Regions from separate parts of the Ovis aries genome. Here region 1 is linked to region 2. Evidence: chromatin contacts called from public Hi-C data. All regions are on one chromosome and are shown on one strand. Each heading gives the region's core, a stretch centred on a gene start, on an enhancer-like site or on the middle of the called end of the contact. The rest is flanking DNA. Distances are from core to core; before and after follow the strand shown.

The links. A called contact is a pair of places that touch in the nucleus more often than the background predicts.
Region 1: a contact with region 2 is called in a Hi-C map of hypothalamus, with 2.2 times the contacts expected there. The contact joins the promoter of GTF3C4 here to the enhancer-like site in region 2. A contact is called at or near these places in 2 of 16 Hi-C or Micro-C datasets (hypothalamus and tail adipose tissue).

The regions. Positions count from the first base shown.
Region 1 is chr3:4,206,976-4,213,145 of ARS-UI_Ramb_v3.0, forward strand. It overlaps GTF3C4 (general transcription factor IIIC subunit 4), which reads right to left and starts at 2,674. Exons shown (of 5, transcript XM_015094120.4): 1 at 2,302-2,674. The coding sequence starts at 2,646. DDX31 (DEAD-box helicase 31) reads left to right here and starts at 3,340. Exons shown (of 20, transcript XM_027966236.3): 1 at 3,340-3,462. The coding sequence starts at 3,367.
Region 2 is chr3:4,108,922-4,115,323 of ARS-UI_Ramb_v3.0, forward strand. All of the region lies in intron 11 of AK8 (adenylate kinase 8), which reads left to right. Among named protein-coding and RNA genes, the nearest start is that of AK8, 75 kb to the left of the region's middle. Within about 2 kb of position 2,635, at least 22 of the 54 cell types and tissues checked have an H3K27ac peak or open chromatin away from gene starts, as enhancers often do. A contact at or near this core is called in hypothalamus, where this site is marked.

The sequences.
Region 1 (6,170 bases), core at 1,424-3,923, 98 kb after region 2:
AGTGGGCAGCGCCACCAAAGCACAGACTTCCTACACTCCCACCATCACTCCAGCGTTACCCTTCAGAGGCCTCTCTCAGAACTGCAGGGGCATCTCAGCCTTCATTTCCCAGGCAGGGCCTGCGAATTAGACTGCCAACTGACCAGTGCTTTCTGTGAGGTGCACACCAAAGCAGAAGGGGAAGACACCACTGACTAATTTCAGGAAAGCAATTGATTACTAGAGCGATATAGAAGGATTTCCTGTTACTCATTTTCCAGTTGTGGAACCAATGACAAGAATCAAATTTTTATCAGAATACAGCGATAAGAGATAACTTTGTATCCATAGCCAAAGCATTAACCAGAGTCCTTCCTTCATATTTGCATGACTGTTTTTTAACCTGAGCATTTACAGTGTGCCAGGAGCTGTGCTAAGTAATCACATGTGTACATGTGTGTCCATATAGGTTGCCATTTCCTTCTCCAATACATGAAAGTGAAAAGTGAAAGTGAAGTCGCTTAGTCGTGTCCAACTCTTAGCGACCCCATGGACTGTAACCTACCAGGCTCCTCTGTCCATGGGATTTTCCAGGCCAGAGTACTAGAGTGGGGTGCCATTGCCACACTGAGACACACTTAAAATTTTCTCTACCTGATGTGCAAATAGTTAGCAACAGTAAGTTCCTTTTCAGCAGAGGAGACACCTTTTAAAACCCCTCTGTTTTGCCTCCCTCCTTGAGTGTTTCTCAGTTTCATAGGATTATCAACATCTATTCACCTGACTGGTTTATCAGTTGAGTTGCTCAGGCGTGTCTGACTCTTTGTGATCCCATGGACAGTTGCACGCCAGGCTTCCTTGTCCATCACCAACTTCCAGGCGATTGGTTTATACTTGAATCAATTTGTTCACACCCTGTCCAAGATCTTTGAAAGCTGTCATACAAACTTATCAATGATCTAATTCAACATCAAGCTGTCACTTTCAAACTTGGATTAATAAAAGTGGTGTGGGTTCTCTGCACCCCATTCAGTTACTGATCTATATTTTAAATGGCTTGGCAGAGTAGTTTTTTTTTTTAACTTCTCATTCACAGAAACACTTTCTCTCTATATAGATACATATTACAACTTATTACTACCTATTATTACATTGTTGTTTCTGACCTGTCAAAAGAATGAATGCAAGCTTCAAGAGGACAAGGATTTTGTTTTTGTACAATGTTTTACTTCTGGAGCCTAGATTGATGTCTAGCTGATAAATTGTTGCTGTTGTTTCAGTCACTAAGTCCTACCAACTCCTAGCCCACCCTATGGCAACCCCATGGACTGTGTAGCGCCCCAGGCTCCTCAGTCCATGAGATTTCCATAGTGGTACTCAAAAGTGTGTTGAAAGAATGAATGTACACTTGGATAATCACACATATGCATACAGGCCTATAAAGGAAATAGTAATAAAGTTTTAATATTTTTAAACCATTAAATGAACAACACGACTTACTACTTTAAAACTTTGAAAATGGTGATGATCGAACAATAAAACTTTAGCAGCTTTAAAGTTCTGAAGGCAAACTTAGTTAATCTGAAGCCTAAGGCACGAAATCTACATGAAGCATTCAATCTATACGAAGATCTTAAGTTTAAGAGTTGCATTTATTTCCAGAAGCTTTATTTTTCATTCTACATCCCAAAGCCTTTTCCTTACTGAAGAAAAACTGGAGTACTAACGCCCGACATCCAGTATCTATCCATCTGCCCAAGATGAGAAGGACCACACATATAACAAAGTCACTGAAACAGTTAAAGACAAAGCAAAAAAAAAAAAAAAAAAAACCCCATAATTTTCTGTCTTCCAAAGCCAAGGAGGCGGAAGAGGAGGGCACATCACAGTAAACAAAGCCAGCCAGGAGCCTCGGGGACCAGGCCCCAGACAATAGGAGCGGGTGGCAGAGGCAGGTCTGGGGTTGGGTCAACAGCTGGGTGGAGCCTAAGAAAGCACCAAGGGAAGAAATCTGCGCCAGCAGCCGGCCAGAAGCCGGGCCGTAGGGAGAACTCGGCTCCGGAGAGGGACGTTCCGAAATGTACCTGTGTCTCGGGAGTGGGTGGGCGATCCGGGAAACTGGGCATACACGGCGTCCCCCCCTCCCCCGCCCTTAAGCTACGGCGGGGACCCTAAAGACTCAGGGTGCGAGAAGGCGGGAATCCCCGGCCGAGGCAAGGGCCCGGGGATTCCCCCAGGGACCCGCGGGGACAAGGCCGCGGGAAGGGAAGGAGGGAGGCGGGCAGGAGACCCCCAGAGCCCGGGGCGGCGGGCATGACTTACTTTGAGGAAGCAGCTGTGGAGAGGGGCGGGCACCGACGTGCGGTGGATAACCAGGTCCTGGCCCGGGTTGTGCACGTCGCAGATGAGTTCCAGCACGGCGATGCTGCGGGCGGTGGACACCGACACGCGGTGGTCCTCGGACCACGCCAGCGGCTCCAGGCCGCTCACCGCGTACTGCAGCCTCACCGCGGGCTCGCGCCGAGTCACCAGGAGGCGGAACGCCGTGCTGGGCCCCGGGGCCGCGTCCGCCGCCGGCTCCTTCCCGCCGGTCTCAGAGCTCTCCACCTCCTCGGGCGGCGCGGGCCTCTCGGCCGCGGGCCCCACCCGGGTCAGGGCCGTATTCATCTCTCCTCGGAGGCAGAGGCCGGGCCCCGGGGCGCGCGCCAACCTCCCCCCCCCTTCTCCTCCCCGCCCCGCTCCGCCCCGCCCCGCGTCGCCGTCCAGTTGCCGCCTCCCGCACCGCGGCCGCCGCCGGGCCCCCAGATTTCCTCAGCGGTGGTTTCCCCCCCTCAGGCCCGGAGCACCGCCGAACCACGAAGGACCCCGCCGTTGCTAGGCAACCCAGCCCCTGCCGGGTGGCCAAGGCGCTGCCTGTCAAAAAAATAAATTAAAAAAAAAAAATCTAACCTTGTAGTGGGGCCGGATCGCGGGTGGGCAAGGGTCAGGGAGTCCCCCCGACCTCCACCCCCGGCGCTGACAACTAAAGTGCTGAGGAGAGTCAAAGGAGGAGGCGTTGGTTCGACGGGACACGCCTCTCCTCTTTCCTGAGAGGAATTTCAAAAGAACGTCAAGAGCAATAACTCTGGGGTTCGGTGTGACTTGGCATCCCTCCACCCCCGGCACAGGCCGCGCCACGAGGGACGGCCCTGTGGCCCGGGGCGCCGCTGATCCGGCCGCTAGTGGCGCGGGCCCCTTCGTGAGGGGGGCGGGGGACCCCAGAAAGCGCGCGCGGGCGCGCAGGACTCGGCGGGACAGCTACAGCGGGGTCCTCGCGCGCGTCCCACGTGGGGTCTCGCGGCGCCTCGCTCCGGGTTTCGCGAGATCCGGACGCGCCTCTCTGTCGACATGGCAGCCGCCAGCGGAGTCCTTCCTCAGGTCCCCGAGCCCCGGCCCGCCGTCTTCAGAACCTTCTCCAAACCCCGCCCGGCCCACGCGAGGCGGGTGAGTTCTGATCCGGTTTTCTGGATGCGTTCGCTCCCGGGGGGAGGCGGGGGGGGAGGTGGGGCCTCGGTGCGCAGGGAAGCTGCCGTCGAGGCCTTCTCCGTTGGGACTCGAATTAATTCCGCGGAGTTGAGGTGGGGAAAAGTCAGACATCGGGCAGCTCCCGGAGGAGTCGCTGAGCCGCGCGTGTCTTAAGAGCCGACCACGGCCCGCAAAGACGTGCTCGGAGCGGGAGCGGGAGCGGGAGCGCAAGCGCAGCGGGCGGAGGCGGGCGGAGCTGGCTGGGGGCCGCTTGTTAGCTGAAGGCGGGGATGCGAGTCTTGTTACCCGAAGTTAGAAACGGACTGTCGGGGCGTTGAGTCCCTTAGCAGCCCCATCTTCTAATCTTCTCTCAGCCACTCTTATGGGTCAGTTTGTTTCGGGAATGAGGACTGGAGGCTAGAAATTTCTTTGAAGAATGTTCGAAACCGAGGTATACATCGACGCGCCATGAAGGGGTGGAAGGGCGGGGAAGAAAAATACAACTCATCAATGTAATATCTTCGTTAGAGAGACAAAGATGCCTGAAATTTAGCCCAAACCAGAGCAGAAAATTGGTTTTTAGGATGGCTGACTTAGTTCCTAGCTAAGAGGAGGACTGTGGGACGGAAAATCTGTTGAAAAATCGTGTTGCCTTAAATAACCAGGAAGGATACAGTTTGCTGCCAAGGAAAGTGCGCGTATGTGTGTGTTTTCTCGAAAAAGCATCATTTAACGCCATTGAAAAATTATTTGTCAAAGTTCGGTTCAGTTCCTTTCAACTAGTGTAGTGCCGCTGAAGTTCCTTGAATTTACATCAGTTCATAGCAACTGTCTGGGTTATTGTCTAGACTTTTTTCGTGGTAATCAAGTTTAGGGTTTAGAGGCTTGTGAGTAAAAACTTTTCGGCTGGGCCACGTTGTGGCTTCATCTATTCTGAAGGGGGAGGGAAGTACAAAAGAGCCAGTTGGGCACAGGGGCTTTGGAATAGGACAGACCTGGGATTAGATGCCAGCGTTGCAACATGCGGCTCTGTGACCTTGAAGAAATTACTTCACCTCCCTGATCCTCACTTTTCCTATCTATAATATGGGAACAGTAATTTCGACTTCGTATAAGGTTATAAATCATATTGACTCCATTTTGGGTGATAGAATTGCTCCATCAGGTCACTAAGGTGCTTATACCAAGTACATGCAAGACATAGAAAATACTTGCTAAAAGTTCATTGAGTGGGTTGAATAAGTAAACGTAATTTATCTGGTTTTATGATTGCTTGAACCACTGTATCAAAAGGATATTGTTAAACAGCTATCTGTCTGTGTTGGCCTTGTCTGCATATTTGTTGTGTTTTGAATGAGAATTCTGTGTATGCTGACCAAATTTGCCTGAACTTGGCATGAGTAGCTAATTTAACTGTACTTGGAAAGACCTTGACAGCTTAAATTATGCTCTAACACTACATGGAATGTTTTTCCTTAAAAAAAAGAAAAAAAATATATACAGATTTATTGTAGGGAATTTGGAAAGTAGATTTTTTTTTTTTTTTTTTAAAGCCCACAATTGCCACACTCAGAGATAACTCTGGGTAACATTGTGATGTATGTCCTTCTAGAAAAGAAGCAGAGCAAACTAGGGATCAAACTGCACATGATGTTTTCTAACCAAACAGGATACAGTTTCTAAATGGTATTGCAGCATTACTCTTAGAAACTAGGCTGTGGAATTAATGCTTGGGCAAAGCCTTGATCCCTCAGTGATGCGGGTTCAGGTCACCCCCCATCGCCACCTCAGTGTTGTTACCTTAAGATGGGGCAATACCAGTACTGTATGGCCCAGTGACATCACTCATGTAAGTACTTAGCGTACTGGCTGGTGCATAGTAACTACTTAATATGCTTATTAATATCAAAGACTGTTAGGCGTGGATGGGCCCTTATTAGGCAGGTGGGGGAGCGGACACAAGGACTTGCATATTTTTAAAGAGATCCAGGTATATCTTTTCTCCTCTGTGCTCAGCTGCCACCCCATGAAGCATTTCTGTATCTTTGCCTCCCTCCCCCTCGCCGTGGGCCACGGTAGTCTTCTTGTTTTGTGCCCTTAGAACGCTTTGTCCACATCTGTTCCGTAGTACAAATACAGGTTTGGTTTGCAGTCTTACACTTTTGTCTCGTCCACTTGTCTCTGACTTATTCACGGGCTTGTCAGATCTTTGTACCTTTAGAACCAAGCTACTTGGCAGTTACTAAGTGGTCAGTTTTTTGTAATGAATATGTTGTGGATGCTGGGGGCAAGGGGACTGACAAGTAGAACAGTGTCCAGAGTACAGAAAAGGATCATTCCGTGACGTGTTGTTCATTCAGCCACAAGTATTTATTGAGCACTTACTTTGTGCCAAACACGGTCCTGTGCAGGGGATGCAGTGCTATCCAGCACAGGCTTGTCCATTTATAACAATCTAATGGGAAAGACAGACATCACACAGCGAATGACATCCTGTATTTACTGTTGCACTGAGTGCTACAAAGGAGAAGCATGCCAGGAGAGCCAAGGAGTTTGATAGGTGGAGGCAGGAAGTCTGGAAAGGCTCCTCTGAGGATGTAGCAGGTGAGCCTGGATTTGAGGAATGAGTACAAGAGGGTGGGTTGGGGACTTGGGTTTGGGAGTAGCATGTGCAAAGGCCCTGAGGA
Region 2 (6,402 bases), core at 1,385-3,884:
CTCATGGGTCCTCAGAGCCGGGGGTGGCCTGGCTGCAGACCTGCCACCTAGCAGCTTGCCGGGAGCTCAGAGAACTGAGTCCAGTTCTCTTTTTAAGATGAAGAAGCCTCAGCTGAGAGGTAAAGTGACCTGTCTGGGGCATACCGCAAACGAAATGCAGAGAGGAGGGCAGAATTCACGCTGCTTTTTCCCCTGTAAAGGGGGCAGAGAGCAGAGACGGGGCAGGTGGCCCCACAGCCCAGTGGCCTGGATTTAATTCTGGGCTCCCCGACCCATTTGTGTGTGGCCTGGGGCACGTTTCTTCCTCTCTCTGTGCCTCCAGTTCCTCATCTGTAAAATGGGTTTGTTATGAAGATTGCAAGAATCAATACTTGTATTAGGAAAAAACCCAAGCTCACAGCAGAGCTGAGTCAGCACTATAGCACATGTACTTGTCAAATCAATGCGTCAATGCGTCTTTTCCACCCAGAACACCGGGCTCATGGTTGTTTCCTGGTTTCCCAGGACTTGCTGACTTTCTCCTCACAGATCATGTGAGCACCGGCCTTCCCGCTGCCCCTGAGATGTGGGGGATATAACTGGTTCTGAGCCCTGACTGCATTAAAATGGAAGGAAAATCGTGTTCCGGAAACTCTTTGATCCGTAGCGTGCAGTTAGTTTAACACTGCACTTTCCAACAGTCCAGTCCATATCTGGATTGCTGGCCTGTCTCATCTTCCACTGAAAGGTGCAAAAGTGGGTGTTAAGATAGGAATGGCTAATGATCCGATTGTCAGACACAGTGTGTCTCAGTGAGCATTTTTATTAAAAGTCTTCTAAATTTGCTAAGTGAATCCCCATTCATTCAGAGGATGGCCGTTCTTTAATTATTTATTTGGGCTGCCCTGGGTTTTGGGTGCTTCGTGCAGGTTTCCTCCTGTTGCGGTGAGCGTTGGCTACTCGTGTTACAGAGCGCAGGTTCCAGGGCATGCGGGTTTTAGCAGCTGTGGCCCATGGAAGAATGCCTGCTTTTAAATGGTCATTTTTTTCTTTTTCTCATCTAGAACCTCATTAGCGAGATAAGCTCAGGGCCCCCAGTTGGAGTTGCCCCTCTGCTGCAGGGGGTTCAGCGGTGCCGGCACCTCACGTCTTATCTTTGCTTTGGCCCCAGTAGACGTGTGGGAGAGGGGAGTGATAGAAAGTGATCGAAACGAGCAGCTGCTCACCAAGGGCTGAGCAGCCTCCCAACTGTTAAGGGCCCAGCCCTAACGTACTTTTCTGGACTTGAAAAAAAAAAAGCCGGTGTTAAAAAAAATTGTTGGCAACCGTAGGAAGAAAACTTCTAGTTGAAATTCATTTGCTAACTCTGGAAGGAAATAAAGCTTGTAAATTATTTTTTAGGCCTTTTTATTTTGTGTTGCAGTATAGCCAGTTAACAAGGCTGTGCCAGTTGCAGGCGGGCAGCGAAGGGACTCAGCCGTACATATTCGTGTACCCGTTCTCCCCCAAACTCCCCTCCCATCCAGGCTGCTGTATGACATTGAGCAGAGTTCCCTGTGCTATGAGGTAGGTCCTTCTGGTTGTCCATTTTGACTATAGCAGTGTGTACATGTCCATCCCAAACTCCCTGACTATCCCTTGCCCCAGTTTCCCCCCTGACAACCGTGAGTTCATTCTCTCCAAGTCTGTGAGTCTTGTTCTGTTTTTTAAGTTGATTTGTATCGTTTCTTTGTGGATTCCACACTTAAAGGACGTCATATGCTATTTCTCCTTCGCTGTCAGACTTACTTCACTCATTATGATAATCTCTAAGTCCGTCCATTGCTGCAAATGGCATTAGTCCATGCTTTTTAATGGCCGAGTAACATTCCATTGTGTATGTGCACCACGTCTGTATCCTTTCCTCTGTCGATGGACATTTAGGCTGCTCCCATGTCTTGGCTATCGTGAATAGTGCTGCAATGAATATTGAGGTGCATATATCCTTTTGGATCATGTTTTTCTCTGGATGTATGCCCAGGAATGGGATTGCAGGCTCATACGGTAGCTCTGTTTTTAGTTTCTAAAGGAACCTCCATACTGGTCTCCATAGTGGGTGCACCAATTTGCATTCCCACCAGCAAGGCAGGAGGGTTCCCTTCTCTCTACACTTTCTCCAGCATTTATAGTTTGTGGGAAAACTTGTAAATTATTATTTTTTTAAATCGTTATCTCCTGGCACCATTGTCTGACAAGTAGATTTAAATATTGTTGTTGAGTACTCGAGATGTTAGGAAATAGATTTTTGGAACCTAAAGAAGTCTTAGAAGACATCTGTTCCATCTTGTGCCTGGGAAACACTGCTGGCCAAAAAAGGCGCTTGTCAGGGCAAGTGACTTGAGTTTACGGAGGAAATAAGTTCTCCAAGGGGGCTTGCTCCCTACCCCGAAGAATGGTGGAGTGCAACCAAGTGGAATAGCCAGCCCGCTTTCTCCTCTTCCCGTCCTGTACTGGTTTTAGAAATGGTGCGTTTATCCTTTTAAGAGCTCACTCGGGGCGCAGGATCCACAGCTGACCAGCAGGTGGCAGTAAATAATAAACAAAGAGCATCACTGAAGGCCCCCTGGCCCCAGGCCTGGCTGGCGCCGCACACAGTCCTGATTTCCGGCTGCGGCCTCCGGGAGGCCTTGCAGGCCTCGGCTGCCAGGAATCCGCGCCATGCCGAGGGTGGTGGGCTCCCAGAAATGGTGGCGTTTAGCTTTCACTGAACTATAATGCTTAGTAAGTCGGGGCCAGGAAGAGCCCAATCCACAGCCTGAGCCAAGCCCCCAGCAATCTGGGGGAGAGACGGACTTGTGGGGGAGCGGGCACCCTGCTTCCTTCAAGCATCAGTATGCATGAGATGGAACCAGAAAAAGAAAACAAAAGCAGTGCTTCTTTCTCCTCCGCAGCGCAGCGCAGCTGGGGCTCCTTTCCAAGACGCTCCCCTTGGCCGGGTCAGGAGGGGGCGGGGCCCGGGAGCTGTGCTGGGATGTGGCGAGGAGAAGAAAGTGCTGAGTCCCCCATGAACCCTGACAGATGCCAAGTGTCCCCTTTACTTTTCAAATGGGGCCTTGAAGAAGGAAGACGCTACAGGCTCTGTGTGTGGTGGGGGCAGGTGTGTGTTTGTGCTCTATTGTGTGTGGAAGGGTGTGGGGTGTAGTGAGTGTTGTGCGTGTGGGTGTAGCCTGTGTAGGGTGTAGGTAGGTGTGTGTCCTGCAGGGATGCGTGCAGGTGTTACAGGTGAGCGCCTGGGCGTGTGTAGGGTGTCGGGTGTGTGTGTGAGGTCCTCAGCCTTTTCTGGTCTGCCCTGGGGTGGCAGGAGGGTTAAATGGTGAATCCTGGGCATGCCAGTCAACCTTGGGAATCCTTTACCTTGAAGCACCGGCTGAGGAAGCTGTTTCCTTTCCTCCACTGTCCATCTCAGCCTTTTGGGGCCAGCACCAGCAGCCTGGTGCCCTGGGGTCCCTGCCTCCCCAAGCCGAACCCTGGTCAGGGATGCTCACAGGGATGCGGAGGCTTGGACCACAGGTGGCAGCGAGGTGCGAAGTGCAGCAGGAAAGGTCCGGGAAAGGGTTTCCAGCGAGTCCTCTCTGCCCTTGCCTCTGGCTTCCACTGGACTTCCACGAGCTGGCCTGGGAGCTCTCTTGGGACCCTTCCTAATGGACGCCACTGGCTCTCCGAGCTGGACTGTACTGAGGATGCAGACTTGCCTCCCAGGAAGAATAGTCCCTTCCAGTAACCTCACGGTGGTCTGACTCACAGGGCCCTTCCTTCTGCATGAGCCAGGGGACCAATAGGCGGGAGGGAGCTTGACCATGCCTCCCCTTCAAGACCAGGATGGGCCAGGTGTCCTGGATGGGGTCGGTGGGGGGCCTGGTGGATCCCCCTGGGGCCTGAAAGCCTTTCACTTGTGACCGTGGCTCCCCGTCCAGCCTTGTGCCAAGCACACCCAGCCGGCAGGGAACAACGGATTGAGATTTTAATAACCTCGAGGTCAATGTGAGGACGGCTCTCTCTCGTGGAAGATTTTCAGAAAAAGAAAAAAATAACACCTGAAAGCATGTGATGTGGCCTTTATGAAATAATGGGATATTCATATCTCGCACTTTGCTAAATTTAGGGTTGACAGGACGTTTCGGAGACGTAGCCCTTGGCAGTAGCTTATACGCAGGGTAAGATGTTAGCTGTCAAGCCCAGAAATCAAGCCTGAGGCACCTGACTCAATGGAGAGAGACTCGAGGCCGTGCTGGAAATCTTTCTCCGAGAGGAGGATGAAGGGCAGTGGACAGCATTATCAAGGAGAATTTCAGCTTCCGGAAGAACTCCGCAGGCGAGCTCTGTTCTGCGTTTTTGCTGAACTGGCCAGTCAGGCCATGCAGGGCTGAAAAAGTGAGCTGACGGCCTGCGGTGGTGGGGGCAGGGGGGCCGGGGGAGGGGAGCGGAAGGCAGCAGCCAGACAAAGGTGCAGGGCAGAGAGCCTGACGCGGGAGACACGGGGTGGGCCTGGCAGTTGCACCGAAGGTGGGTCTTCCTGCCTCGCCCTTCACCCCTGGGCCTGAGCTGCCGTCACCGGGAGGGCCTCTCAGGCAAGGACACATCTGGGGCGGTGGTCAGGGGGGGTCTGTCATTGGTTTTAGTGGCCAGCAGTGTTCCCAGCCTCCAATGGGGGAGCACAGCGAATCCCTGGGAGAAGGCCCCTGGTGATGCCCAGAGTTGTCCGAGCTTCGAGGGGACCAGCAAACCTCCGTGGCCTTGCAGCGTCTGTCTCCCAGGTCCCAAGAGCCTCAGTTACTGATGTTCAACCTTGACCGAGACACATGGAGGGCAGCGGCCTGGTGTGCGCTCTAAGCAGCTTCCCCAGGATCGCCTAGGGAGGGCAGATCTGGACGGGTACTATGATGCCAGGCTCCTGGGCCCAGAGTAACAACAGGCAAAGGCTATCTCCAGCCCTTGGGTCCCCCCAAAATGAGAGCTGCTTCTGGGGCGTGAGGACAGCCTTCCAGGGAGATTCATCCTTTGACCCGTAGCGACAGTGTCTCACAGTGATCGTTTCAGCCTCTTTTAAGCCTTTAAATCGTTTCCTTTAGACAAAACACCCACTTTGTTAATGGAAGCCATTAAACATGTTTGGAAAACAGAGAGAGTAGAATAAGGAGCCCGAGGGGACCCACCGCCAGTTCAGGGAACCTGCGTGTTCTGGATCAACGGTGCAATCCTCTCCCCATGTAGGATTATTTTGAAAGTAATTCCCAATGCCAAGATGTATTCCTTTGACTATCTGTTTAGTTCACAAGTATGTTGTGGAGTGGGTGAAAGGGAACCTTGGGGGAACCCCCTGCCATGGGACCTGACTCGGTGCTTGGGAGAACAGGCCTGGTTTCAGGAGATGGAGCTGTGTGGTCATTCATTCGTTCATTCAAAGAGTGTTCACTAAGCACCCGCCGAGGGCCTGGCATGTGTACCAGGTGTGGGGGTAGCAATGAGCCTGACTTGGCGAGGGCCTCTGCTTTCTCCAGTGAGGGGTGAGGATGTAGGCGTTAAACAAATACTCCACCGATGATTATTGATCCACAGTCATGGAAAGCCCCTCTCAGGAGACGTGCTCCTTTGAGAACCTGCAGAGAGGGGCTCATTTTGGTATTGGCTAGAAGCTGGGGTCTGCGTGAGTGGCTGCCTTCTTCCCCAGCTTCTGGGGCGACGAGACCTTTCCCGCCTCCAAAGCCCTCGCTGTCACACCTCCCAGGTCCTTCGGCTCTTCGGCTGGGATATGTTGACTTGTGTTATTGTCTCTCTCAACTCCAGGACCCTGAGCCCCTGAGGGACCGGCCATCGCTCGTGGGGCATCAGTGTGGCCCCTCCTCTCTCCCCTGTGTGTGTGTTGTGTGTGTACATGTTGTGTGTGTATATGTATGTCAGTATATGCTTCAGTGGTTTCCGTGGTAGCTCAGCTGGTAAAGAATCTGCTTGCAGTCCAGGAGACCCAGGTTCAATCCCTGGGTCTGGAAGATCCCCTGGAGGAGGAAATGGCAAACCACTCCAGTATTCTTGCCATGGGCAGAGGAGCCTGGCAGGCTACAGTCCATGGGGTTGCAAGAGTCGGACTTAGCGACTAAACCACCAGATCATACTATCTACGTCGTTTACTTGCTTCCCCCCCTCCTCATTTGATATTCTGTCAGAGGCCTCTTTCCAAGTCAACACAGATGATTTTTTAAAGGTTTCCTAGTAGCATGCTGCCAGAGAAGGTGATGGCACCCCACTCTAGTACTCTTGCCTGGAAAATCCCATGGACGGAGGAGCCTGGTAGGCTGCAGTCCATGGGGTAGCGAAGAGTCCGACTGAGCAACTTCACTTTCACTTTTCACTTGCATGCATTGGAGAAGGAAATGGCAACCCACTCCA